2 separate regions of the Capra hircus genome follow, and region 1 is linked to region 2. A link is a contact called in public Hi-C data. All regions are on one chromosome and are shown on one strand. The core of a region is the stretch at or near the end of the contact, and the rest is flanking DNA. Distances in the headings are between cores, read along the strand shown. Region 1 overlaps GRHL2 (grainyhead-like protein 2 homolog). Region 2 has its middle 110 kb from the start of ZNF706.

Region 1 (6,076 bases), core at 35-2,534, 290 kb before region 2:
GCCTTCTTACTTTCTTCCTCTTTCACTGCTTTGTCAACACTTCACTATTATCAGCTCACTCTTGCCTTCCCCTTAGTAAGTTGGTTTCCTCTCCTGAGACATTCCTTTCTATAAAATTAGATTTTCTGTAGGCAATGGCTGGCTTTTGGTCGAACGCATGGGTTTTATTTTTCAGGTCAATAGCTCCTGAAGTGATGGTCTCTTAAGGCTCTACCTGGCGAGTGGATGGATGGCAGGTGGATGTGAGTGGGTCGGCCATACCTGTCCTGTTCTCTGCAGGTTCGCGAAGTGAACGTCAGGTATGAAGAGGACCGGCTGGGAGTGCAGATCAGGCATTGTCTTGAAGTAGGTGATGTCGCTCTTCTTCTGTAACGGTATCGCTGCCAACTTTCCATCAGAGGCTGGAAACAATCACAAAACCCATAAGCGCAAGGGTCATGGATGACTTAAGATCTCTCACTTGTAAGCTCTTGTCTTGGCTAAAGTTTGCAGTGGTCTCCTATGAAGCTTCCCAAATGCCATATATGTGAACACACTTTAAAAGCCTCCCCTCTCCCATCACCAGACCAGCAGAAAGAGTGTGGACTTGGAGTGAACACTCCTGAAGGGGTGCCCTCTTGTCGCTCTCTGCACCCTAGATTTCTTGTCCGAAGAAGGAGGTTGGTCTCTGGAGTATTAGAACCTCCCTCCTAGCTCTAATGTAATCACATGATTCCATTTGCGTTTCACAGGGATGGTTCACCCCATCGCCATGCCTAGCCATAACTTGTGCTGTGCTTATTCGCTCAGTTGTATTTGACTCTTTGCAACTACATGGACTGAAGCCCGCCAGGCTCCTCTGTCCATGGGGATTCTCCAGGCAAGAATACTGGAGTGGGTTGCTATGCCCTCTTCCAGAAGAACTTCCCAACCCAGAGGTCAAACCCAGGTCTCCATCACTGCAGGCGGATTCATTACTGTCTGAGCCACCAGGGAAGCCCAGCCATAACATGGATGTGCATATTTTACCTGCAACCCACTTCTTTCCACCCATTCCTTGGTGGCCCTGGCCCGGCTGAAGCCCACCCCCCTTCTCAGCCACACTCACAGTTGTTGCACTGGGTCTGGGAGGCCTGGCCTTTCCCCTTCTTCCTGTTCTGCTTCCTCTCTTCATCTCGGATTTTTCTTTCTGCTCCCTGACAGGGAAGAACAAATACACACAATGCCAGGCATGTTACCAGAGCGTGCAAAACAACTGCACGCACACAAGTCACAGGGATAAGAAATTAAACGTGGGCAGGGGAGGCCGGCCGCCGCGGCTCCATCCTCCAGCGATGTCGACCGCCTCTTAGCCTACCCGATGTTGCTGACCTCCTGGGGGAGGGAGGGACCCCACTCCTCCCAAAGTCTCCCCTTTTTTGGTATCTTGCCTATTGAAACAACTCCAATTTTGAATTGCTACAGAAAGGCCAGACTCAGTTCCCTATCCCAGTGAAGCCGGTTAAGTAATTTTAGTGATATTTATTTAAAATAAAATGTCGTAGGATGAAGCATTGGCCTGTTGGGCATGAAAGTTGAGTGTGAATTTCCTATAGAACTTTTCCTTTGCTCCTTGGTATGGAACTTTAAAAAATTATTACAAAAGGGGAAATGAGGTAGGGCTGAAGCAAACTACACAGGGTGTGAGATTTTGTATATACAAGTACAGTCTGGGGTTTTGTCTTAATATGTTCATATGCTCTTGGAAATGGCATTCAATTTGACTTTTTGCTCCTCTGTTCCTTGTAATTTGACTTTTTCATTGGCATCTCTTGCCAGCTCCATCCAAATTAACCAGCTGACCATCACCCACGTCTCTTGGTCTTCCACGATTCTTTGATCACCCTCTTCTCTTTTTAGTCACCCTTCGATGTCAGCTTTGCTGACTCATTTTCCTCTTCTCACGCCCCAAATATAGACATTTCAACTTAGTTCCCTTTTCCTCTCCCTCTCTCCATTCTTGTGGCAGAGAAGTCCATCTATACCCATATTTCCAAGGTGTTCTAGACAGGTGACATCCAGATAGACTCTCCCAGCCTAAACTCCTCCCCTACATTTCAAATCCACATTGACTATTTCTGCCCTTTGTGGCAGCACATTTAAAAAATAGCGAAATATGGACTGGTCAGAAACCTCTGCCCCTAGAAAATCCCCAAGTTATCACACACAAGAGATAGATCTGAGAACATACAATTTAATCCTTCTGTAAAACGCACACAGATCAATTAAAAATGAAGGGACAAGTTGGTGGAAATACTTGCTATGTAAATCTCGTGTGCTGTGCTGGGCTGGGCTTCGTCACTCAGTCGTGTCTGACCTTTTGTGATCCCATGAACTGTAGCCCGCCAGGTGCTTCTGTCCTTGGGGATTCTCCAGGCCAGAATACTGGAGTGGGCTGCCCTGCCCTTCTCCAGGGGATCTTCCCAACCCAGGGATCGAACCCAGGTCTCCCACATTGCAGGCGGATTCTTTACTGCCTGAGCAACCAGGGAAGCCCATAAAATCTCATATAAAGTGTTAAATCAATATAAATAGTGATTCAAATTTAAAAAGAAAACAGCAACTAACATACCAGTTAAAAAATGGACAAGAGTCACGAAGGCAATTCACAGAAAGGGACACGCTAATGGTTTAGAAGTAAAACATTAAAATATAGATTTTGCTTATCAAACTGGCTTAAAAAAAAAACAACAACAACATATTCCCAATTTTGGCCAAAGTAAGGCCATGACACAATGGAGCCATGTGGTCAATGGAGGCATGCAGCGTAAAGGACGCGGCTTTAGAGCTAATTCTTGATGAACAAGTGACACGGCTAATCAGATGTGGCACTTCCTTGGTGCCAGGAGAGTTCTAAGAACTTTACGTTGGTAAGATTTGGATGCTTATAATAGTTTAAACAGATATTATAAATAAGCATTTTTATGTCAAAAAGCTTCTTACTCCAAAAAGAGACTAATCATTTATAGTGCTCTATTTTTAAGTTTTATATTGTCACTGATGTTTATAACCCATAGAAATTCATAGAAAGAAGGAGATAAAATATAAAAATATTTCCTTGGAAAGTGTCTTCAAGAGATACTAAAAGTTTTATAGAGATTTTTGTCTAGATAAGGTATAATACTTTCAGAAAAAAAATAAAGGGCTAAATGCACAAACATGACTTTGTTCAAATGGGTGTGAAATATAAGCAAATATATTCATTTGTGCTTGTGTCCATGTAAGACTTTTTTCCTGTATTTGAAGTTCTGTACAATATAGTATTGCATGTAAGTCAAAATATAGAAATTTACCTACATAAATTATAACTCACTGAAGACACATCCCAAAGTTTGTCAAGCAATTTTATTTTAAAATTAGTCTTTGTCTTGTACAATTTATGTGAAGAAAAGTTCTGAAATTACCGTTCCAAGATTTATATATGTTCAATGTCAATTTTTAAGAAATAAAGTCTCCTGCTTATTATTTTACAGGTATTCTTTGATATGCCAAACCTGAAGGATTAACATAAAACACAGAGTCATTTTGCTTAGAGCCTAATCTGGGTACCACATCTATATAAGAAACTTCCTGCCCAGAAGGCCCAGATATCAGCACTCCAAAACAGTTCTGATAGTATCCAAACTTAGGAGGGCCACCATCCTCATTTAAAATAACAGTTTGATTCACAGTGACCCAGGGCAGCTTTGATACATTCAATTATGATGAAGAACGCATCCTTGAATATGACCTTCCAAGAATTCCTTTCCTTTTTTTGATTATTTGTGACCCAAAGCTTCTGGAAAATATTTTCACTCTCATTAAAATGTTAAAAAGTCTGCTTCTTCCAGAAGGGTATAATTTGCTACAAATACCAAATTTATCATTTGAAAGTAATTTCCCCCACTTAGATGTTCATTATGAAGTGTTAAATTTGGAGAAAAGAAAAAAAGATGCCAGAGGATTTCCTGATTATACTGTGATCACCTTTGCTGCCTCTTGAGAGGTGATGGCTATCTTTACATTTGTATTTGCTACTTAAATTGTTTCTCTTAAATTTGTCTCAATAATGTGGCCTTAACCTATTTAAAGTTGGCCAAGATATCAAGAAGGTATTTTGGAAGAATATCTTTAGTTTTTTATAATCTCCAAGATAATTCTAAGAAAGAATTAATAAAGGGGGGGAATTCTTACAAGACGGTGGCTTTATTTTCAAGTTTTGAACAATATATAGTTGCTCTTTGCAGTAGTATGATTCTTGTTTTTCATGAAAGATAACTGAATGAAATACAGATATAAAGATATCTGCTCCCCAGGTGGCGTAGTAGTAAAGAATCCATCTGCCAACATGGGAGACACAAGAGACGCAGGTTCAAACCCTGGGTTGGGAAGATCCCCTGGAGTAGGAAATGGCAAGTCACTCTAGTATTCTTGCCTGGAAAATTCCATTGACAGAGAAGCCTGTCTGGCTACAGTTCATGGGATCACAAAGAGCTGGACACGACTGAGTGACTGCACCCATAAAAATACAGACAAAAGTATTGATAAAGATATAGCCATATAGCAGATCCTGAATTTTTAATTCATAAACATATGTATTTCAATAAAAGAAATTTTAATATCAAAAAAAGGGAGAGAAGTCCTTTATTTTCATTTGCAGTCTTACAGGTGCATTAATTAGAAATCAACCTGGGGAAATATAAATGGTACAAAATTCCATCTGTTTAAAACTCTAAACTGTGGGAAATTCACAGGTTTAAAGTGGAGTAGCTCTTAATTCTTTTGCTTTAGAGGATGATTCAAATTAATCTTTTGCATTTACACACCCACTTGAAAGTGCAAGAATTAAAATGTCCCAGGAGTGAGTTTTGCCTGTATTGTGAAATCGTGGCTACAAATATAACGATAAATCAGAGCAAAAGATTTTGCATCTAGCTTATCGGAATAATTAAGAGCAGTTAAGATTAACATACTCTGCTTATCTCATGAGATTCCTTCCCTATGAGTTTCCTGATCCTCATCATCATGTTAACTAAAAAACGACCCTCTAGAGACTCTTTACATCACTAGTTCCTTGGAGTCCCTCTCATTCTAGGGCATAGTGAACAGCAGTATGGCACATTCTGTTTAATCTGCATTTTATGCTTTATTTTGATTTTAGTATTTATTATATCACCACTTGAAACAAATAATCATACGAGCATCCCTTAAGCCTTCTTTTTCATACTTTCAATTCCAGCTGTGACATAAAGGTAAACAGATGGCCCAGGGCCTCCTTTCCACCCTTCCTTCCTTTTCTCCTTGCTCTTAATCTTCCTCCTTCCTTCTAAGAAGGAGATTCAGGGAGGGGGATTCTACTATTCCCCTTGAAACTTCTGGAATAAAAGAAGGGAATTCAAATCATTTAATTGTTCTCCCATGCGTACTTTAAAAATTCCACCTTGTACCTCATTTGAAAATGCTTTCTTAACGTTTAATATTAAATTAAAGATATAAGAAATATGAGTTTGGAATCAGACACGGATTTATATGCAGCTACTCCGCTTTTTCACCACATGACTCTGGTGAGCTACCTGCGCTCACTGGCAATTTTCTCATCTACATAACAGCTGTGTCTACCGACCTAACTGTGCTGCCTCTATATCATGGAAGCTGCCTAACTGGGCCTGAGAGGGCTGCGCTGCTCTGACGAGTAGCACTGATTGAAATCATTGCAACTTGAAACGCTATCGAGATTTTAGAGACATTTTCCATTATGCCACATGTCCCTAAACTCAGTGCAGTTCGAGTTAATTTGCTTCCTTCTCTCGTCTCATGACCATCTCTGCCTTCTCTTCCTCCTCTCCAACTCTGCTAAACGACAACTCAGACATTTTAATGGCCCTGTAGCTCTTTGATCTCCATCTGACTGCAGCACCGTTAAGAGCGCTGGCAGTTCTGAATCAGCCACTAACCTCTTTTCCCCCTTTCTCTCTTCTCCCCAGGATCTAACTGAACTCTACTCTTTCACATCCAGCCAACTCCCTGGCGGCTCAGTAGTAAAGAGTCTGCCTGCAATGCAGGAGACTCGGGTTCAATC
Region 2 (6,346 bases), core at 3,064-5,563:
GTGTGTATTTAACATTGAAGAAGTTAAGTAATAAAATTATGTCATTCATTCATCCATTGGTCTATTCACTGAGTCATCAGTAAACCTTTGTTGAGGGTTACCTGCAATACAATCAGTGGACCTAGCTCTAATGGGTTGCAGTGTAAGTTTCTTATGGAAAAAAAATTTTTTATTGTTTTTCTTTTGATCTCATGATGCTGTGAAGAGGGCTTAACAAAAAGCAAGTGTCCTAGAACCATTTACTCATTGCACTTGGTTTAGCCTTCACTCTGCCAATGGTTGATAGTAAGGATAATCGAGCCACTTTGTCGCTCTGGACCTGTGATCATCTGGAGGAGCTGATGTTTCCTTCAGCTTTGAAATTCTAATCAGCTTGAGTGGAGCTCATATTCTCTGTGCTAGCCGCTTTGCTAAGAATTGGGGTCACAAGAGCAAGCAATCAAACAAAAACATGATCCTGCCCTGTAGAAGTGCATAACCTTGCCAATAGCAAAGGGATCGTTGCGACACAGTGAGTCAGATGGTGCTTTGATGGTTTGTCTGTCCAGGTTGCTAAGGCAGCACATATGAGGAGCAGCTCACCCAGGCTCCCAAAGGAAGGCTGCCCAAAGCTGGGAAGGCTGGTCCTGCTTAGACTGTGCAGGAAGTGATGCTGTGTGGGGCAGAGTCTTAGCCAGGCTGGGCCAGCAAGGCTTCCCTGAGGCCTGGAAGTGGGAGGAAGCTTCTGCCAGGCTGAAAAGCAGAGGAAAGAGAATCCAGAAGACTCAAAGGAACAATATAGAGTTTTTTTTAATCCTTAATTTTCAGCTTACTATGGAAAATGTAAAGGTCTGTGAAATAGAATGGCGGGGGGCAGTGTGTAGAAGGGGGTCCCGCCTGTGGCAGGCCAGGACAAGAGAGGCCTTGATGGCCAGGATACCAAACCACAAATCAATATTTACCCAGCGGAAAGAGCTCTGTTTTCCCCCGTTTACAGCTTCTGGGTGTCTGGCTGGCTGAGCAAGGCTTGGTGAAAGCAGGCTCCTGGGGGCAAGTCTGGGATCACCTGGTTGCTGGTAGCTTGATAATCTTGCTCCAAAGAGTGAAAATTCTAAGAGCTCTTCCAAACCCTAAGGGTACACAGCCCCACTGAGAATTTGGGTCATTAGCGATGCACTTTGAAAAACAAAGCTATGGGCCTCGTTGAAAGGTCCCCCCCAGACATCTTGATCTGTGGAGTTAGAAATCTGACAGCACCCAGCAGTTCTCCCTGAGGCAAAGATCTGTGGATTTTGCTTATCCAACTCTTTCAGAGGCTCCCCCAAGCCTTTGCAAGATCCAAACAGTTGTTTTGCATTTGGGCTCAGCAGATGTGGCCATTTGCATACAGGTAAATTTCCATATATATAAACATAAAGACCTAGCACACCTTCAGATTATTGTCAGATTGAAACCTAAAGACTATCTGGGGCTTCCCAGGTGGTGCAGTAGTAAAGAACCCTCCTGCCAATGCAGGAGATACAAGAGAGGGTTCGATCTCTAAGTCGGGAAGATCCCCTTGATTAGGAAATGGCAACCCACTCCAGTATTGTTGTCTGGGAAATCCCACAGACAGAGGAGCCTGGTGGGCTACAGTTCATGGGGTTGCAAAGAGTCGAGCATGACTGAACACAAACACCAAAGACTATTCAGCACCCATCAGCACAGCCAACAAACAGACATCAAGATCAGCATCGGAGAACCACGGTCCGCAGTTATCTAAACAGTGTGGAGTCCTCTTAGAAATGGTTCTTAGGAAAAAAACTCAGAGAAACCAATACAAGCCCTGGGGAGATCTGGGAACTTGGTCCCGACAGCTGCACACAGGATGTCTCACCTGCTCCCTCGGAGGGAAGGGGCTCATTCCTGGGCCCACTGCCTGTCTCACTGTGCTCACAGAGGTGCCCTTGGCTGTCACTCATCGCTGATGGGGAGGGGCTGCTGGCATGTGAGTGGGGGAGGGCGGAGACATTCTACAGTGTGTGCGTCAGTCCAAAGAACTGTCTCTTCTCCTGCAAGACTTTTTAAATATATATATATTTATTTCTTTATTTGGCTGTGCCGGGTCTTCTCTGTGGCATGCAGGACCTTTAGTAATGGCATGTGGGATCTAGTTCCCTGACCAGGGATTGAACCCAGGCCCCCTGCATTGGGAGTTTGGGGTCATAGCCACTGGGCCACCAGGGAAGTCCCTCCTCCTGAAAGACTTTTGACTGTTCACTTTAATATGTACAGTCACATCTTGAGTTGCACAGAAACTTCTAAATTATGAGAAAAGTAATGAGACAGGATCATCGCTAAAATATTGAAAATCCACAGGAAAATAGAAAAATCAGTCTCTGATTTGGATATAATCTTTCAGAATCCGTTCAGTTCAGTTGCTCAGTCATGCCCGACTCTTTGCAACCCCATGGACTGCAGCATGCCAGGCCTCCCTGTCCATCACCAACTTCTGGAGCTTGCTCAAACTCATGTCCATCGAGTTGGTGATGCCATCCAACCATCTCATCCTCTGTCATCCCTTTCTCTTCCTGCCTTCAGTCTTTCCCAACAAAATACCTGTGGGCATTAATGGTGCTACATTCCAGTTTGAGTCATTGAGGGGTGTGTGTGTGTGTGTGTGTGTGTGTGTGTGTGTGTGCAACCAGTACACTTTAGGTGCTAAAGGACTTTTGATAGAACTGAAACGGGTGGGGCTGGTTTGATACACAGAGGCTGAGGAGCTGCAGCTGGATGTTCACAGTGTGAAGTCAACGTCCAAGGAAGGGCACTGGGGCCTCAGCCCAGCCTCACAGGTTCAGGGTAAAGGTGTTACAGGGTGAGGCGGGGGCTTTCCTAGTGGAATTCACAGGGCCCTGGTTTGGGGAAATTGTGTGGGATGAGGGTGGCTGCAGAGTGTCTCCCATGGGCAGATCTTTCCTTTTCTTTTCTACATGTGGTAGTGTATGTTTCCAGGCCGCTGTCTCCATGCATCCCACGCTCTCCTTCCTCCCCGCTCCATGTCCACACGTCTGTTCTCTGTATTTGTCCACATACCGCGGCTCTGCAACAACCTAGAGGGGTGGGACGGGCAGGGAGGTGGGAGGGAGGTTTAAGAGGGAGGGGACATAGGTACGCCTACGGCTGATTCATGTTGATGTTTGGCAGAAACCAACACAATTCTGTAAAGCAATTATCCTTCCATTAAAACTATTTTTTTTTTTAAAGAATTTTCCTTTTTCTGTTTTGGCCACACTCTGTGGCCTGTGGGATCTTAGTTCCCCAGTCATGGATGGAATTCATGCCCCTGGATTGGAAGTACATGTCTTAACCACTGGACCACCAGGGAAGCCCCTAAAGATCTTTCCAATCAGTTTTCAGCATGTGTGAAGATACTCTGGATTGGTGGGGGACACTACCACTGAGGAGAAAGAGGGAGGTGGGGTGGTGCAAGGGTGAGAAGGTACCTCCAGGGGATTCATGTGAAAGCCCGGGGAAGTCATCCAAAACCAGAAACTTCAGAGCCACCCTACAGGGCTCTCTGCCGGCTCTCCGCCACCTTCAGAGGTCATCAAGGCTCTGTGTGTGTAGTGGGCTGAACGGTGGCATCAAGGCATTGCGTGTACAGTGGGTTGAATGACGGCCATGACACGGTGCATCCATGTGTCCTACAATCTACGGATGTGACCTTATTTGGAAAATGGGTTTTGCAGATGTAATTAAGTTCAGGTTCTAGAGTTGAGGTCACCCTGGATTGCCCTGGAGGGCCCTAAATCCAGTTGCCAGTGTTCGTATAAGAGACAGAGGAGAGGATGTGCACACACAGGAGGAGAAGGTCATATGCAGACGGGGGCAAGAATGAGCCACAAGACAAAGGCTGCATGGAGTCCCCAGAAATCCAGGAAGAGGAAAAAAAAAAAGGGATTCTCCCCTGGAGACTTCAGAGGCAGCATGGCCCTGCCGACACCTTGACTCCAGAGCTGAGAGAATAAAATTCTGTTGTTTTAAGCCACCAAACTTGTGGGAATCTGTTATACCACAGATTTGGGAGGAACCAGGCACCTCCAGGGTTGGACTGTACTGTGTGGGGACCCCGAGCTGTCATCAAAGCCAGCAGGTAAATACTTTCCTGGGGAAGCAGGGAAGGGTGATGTGGGGGATGAAGGATCACAGAAAGAAGGGGGCAAGCCCAGCCTGGGCGGGGAGCACTCATCCTGGGGTCAGTGTGGTCCGTGAGTCTCGGCTCCATCTTGTGATACTGCTCTGCTGAGCCGCTGCTGGACGCTGGAAGCACGGGCTCTGTGACGTGGGGTCTCCGTGAGGACCCTGCTGGCGGGCTGGAATGGCAAGATCCAGGCACAAGGTGGAGAAAGCACTCAGAGAGAACGCGGTGGGGGCAGAATGACCAGGGCTGTGGGTGGTGGGGAGATCGGCTGTGTGGCCAGAGGTGGGGCGGCACCCCTGGTCAGGCTTTGAGGCAAGCACAGTGTGCTGTGGGTTACAGCCAGAACCCTGCACCCAGAGGTGGGACCCAGAGAGAAACCCAAGATGTGTCTGTGGTCCTGGCATCCCAACACGGGTAGAAGTCATGACCACACATTTACCCTTTGGCTTCTCTGGTGGCTCAGATGGTGAAGAATCTGCCTGTAATGCAGGAGACCCAGGTTTTATCTCTGGGTTGGAAAGATCCCCTGGAGAAGGAAATGGCAGCCCACTTCAGTATTCTTGCCTGGAGAATCCCACGGACAGAGGGTCACAAAGAGTCGAACACGACTGAGTGACATGCTCACTTTTCACTTTTTGTTGCTCTTCAGTTACTCAGTTGTGTTCGACTCTTGCTGATTCCATGGTCCGCAGCACGCCAGGCTTCCCTGTCCTTCACTGTCTCCCAGAGTTTGCTCAACCTCATGTCCGCTGAGTCGGTGATCACATCCAACCATCTCATCTTCTGTCATCCCCTTCTCCTTTTGCCTTCAATCTTTTCCAGCATTGGGATCTTTTCTAATGAGTCAGCTCTTCGCATCAGGTAGCCAAAGTACTGGAGCTTCAACTTCAGCATCAGTCCTTCCAGTGAAAATTCAGGACTGATTTCCTTTAGGATGGGCTGGTTGGATCTCCTTGCAGTCCAACGGACTCTCAAGAGTCTTCTCCAATACCACAGTTCAAAAGCATCAATTCTTCAGCGGTCAGCTTTCTTTATAGTCCAACTCTCGCATCCACACATGACTACTGGAAAAACCATTCAATTTTCACTTTACCTGGAATAAAAAAATGTTACCAGGGATTGACATGTGTCTGGCCTGGGCTCAGTGCTGTGCATCCTCACCCAAGTGAAAGTGAAGTAGCTCAGTCCTGTCCGACTCTTTGCGACCAGTGGACTGTAGCCCACCAGGCTCCTCCATCCATGGGATTCTCCAGGCAAGAATACTGGAGTGGTTGCCATTTCCTTCTCCGTATCCTCACCCAAACCCTCACTTAATCCCCTTTTTACAGATGAGGAAGCTGAGCCTCAGGGAGCTTGAGTAACCTGCTGATGCTCCTGTAAGACATGTCAGCTGGTATCTGCGTTCAGGTCTGTCTGCCTCCAGAGCCCAAGAGCTTGTAGCTGCTCTTCAGCGGGCCAGTTCATTTTCCCAGTCACTGGAACTGTGCTCTGCAGCAAACCATCTTTTTGTACTCCCTCCACCGGGAGAAACCTCTTCATCTCCATCTCGTTACACACCTGCTTGCTTTATGGACGATGCGCTATTAACTCAGATCAAGGCTCGGGGTCTCCTTAAAAGCAGGCCGAGCGTTGCCACAGTGACGCCCCCGGGGCGCTCTCTGTCCCTGCACCGCAGTCCCAGGCCTTCAAGTCCTTATTTTCCGTTCTTCTCATGTTTCCGTGCTCCGTCTTACTACCCTGAGTTTTGAACTCAAGTTCATCTTTGTATTATACTTTAGCTTTCCCCCCTCTTCCAAACAGCTGATTTTCAATCCATATAAAGCAGAAAACTAACTAGCCTGATTAGCATTATGTCCAAGATGATAACAGCCCCTAATTAAAAAAAAAAAAAAAAAGCTTTGTGTCTCTTTCAAGCATAAGTTACACGAATTTGCCTCTGCAGCTCAGAGGCTAAAAAATCTGCCCACAATGTGAGAAACCCAGGGTCGATCCCTGGGTGGGGAAGATCCCCTGGAGAAGGGAATGACTACCCACTCCACTATTCGTGCCTGGAGAATTCCATGGGCAGGGGTGCCTGGGGGCTACGCACTACAGGGTCCCAGAGATTTGGACACGACTGAACGACTAACAGTTTCCATCAGTTCTGCAACCAATTTTTTTGCTGTAAATGCTCCCCCACCCCCC

What was found. Hi-C and Micro-C count contacts between places; a contact is called where the count stands out from the background.
Region 1: a contact with region 2 is called in a Hi-C map of liver, with 5 times the contacts expected there. The contact joins two enhancer-like sites. A contact is called at or near these places in 3 of 5 Hi-C or Micro-C datasets (blood and liver).

The regions. Positions count from the first base shown.
Region 1 is chr14:19,425,604-19,431,679 of ARS1.2, reverse strand. GRHL2 (grainyhead-like protein 2 homolog) reads right to left here. Exons shown (of 16, transcript XM_005689192.3): 10 at 1,088-1,175; 11 at 262-401. Among named protein-coding and RNA genes, the nearest start is that of GRHL2, 130 kb to the right of the region's middle. Within about 2 kb of position 1,284, at least 1 of the 5 cell types and tissues checked has an H3K27ac peak or open chromatin away from gene starts, as enhancers often do.
Region 2 is chr14:19,142,093-19,148,438 of ARS1.2, reverse strand. No RefSeq gene overlaps it. Among named protein-coding and RNA genes, the nearest start is that of ZNF706, 110 kb to the right of the region's middle. Within about 2 kb of position 4,313, at least 1 of the 5 cell types and tissues checked has an H3K27ac peak or open chromatin away from gene starts, as enhancers often do.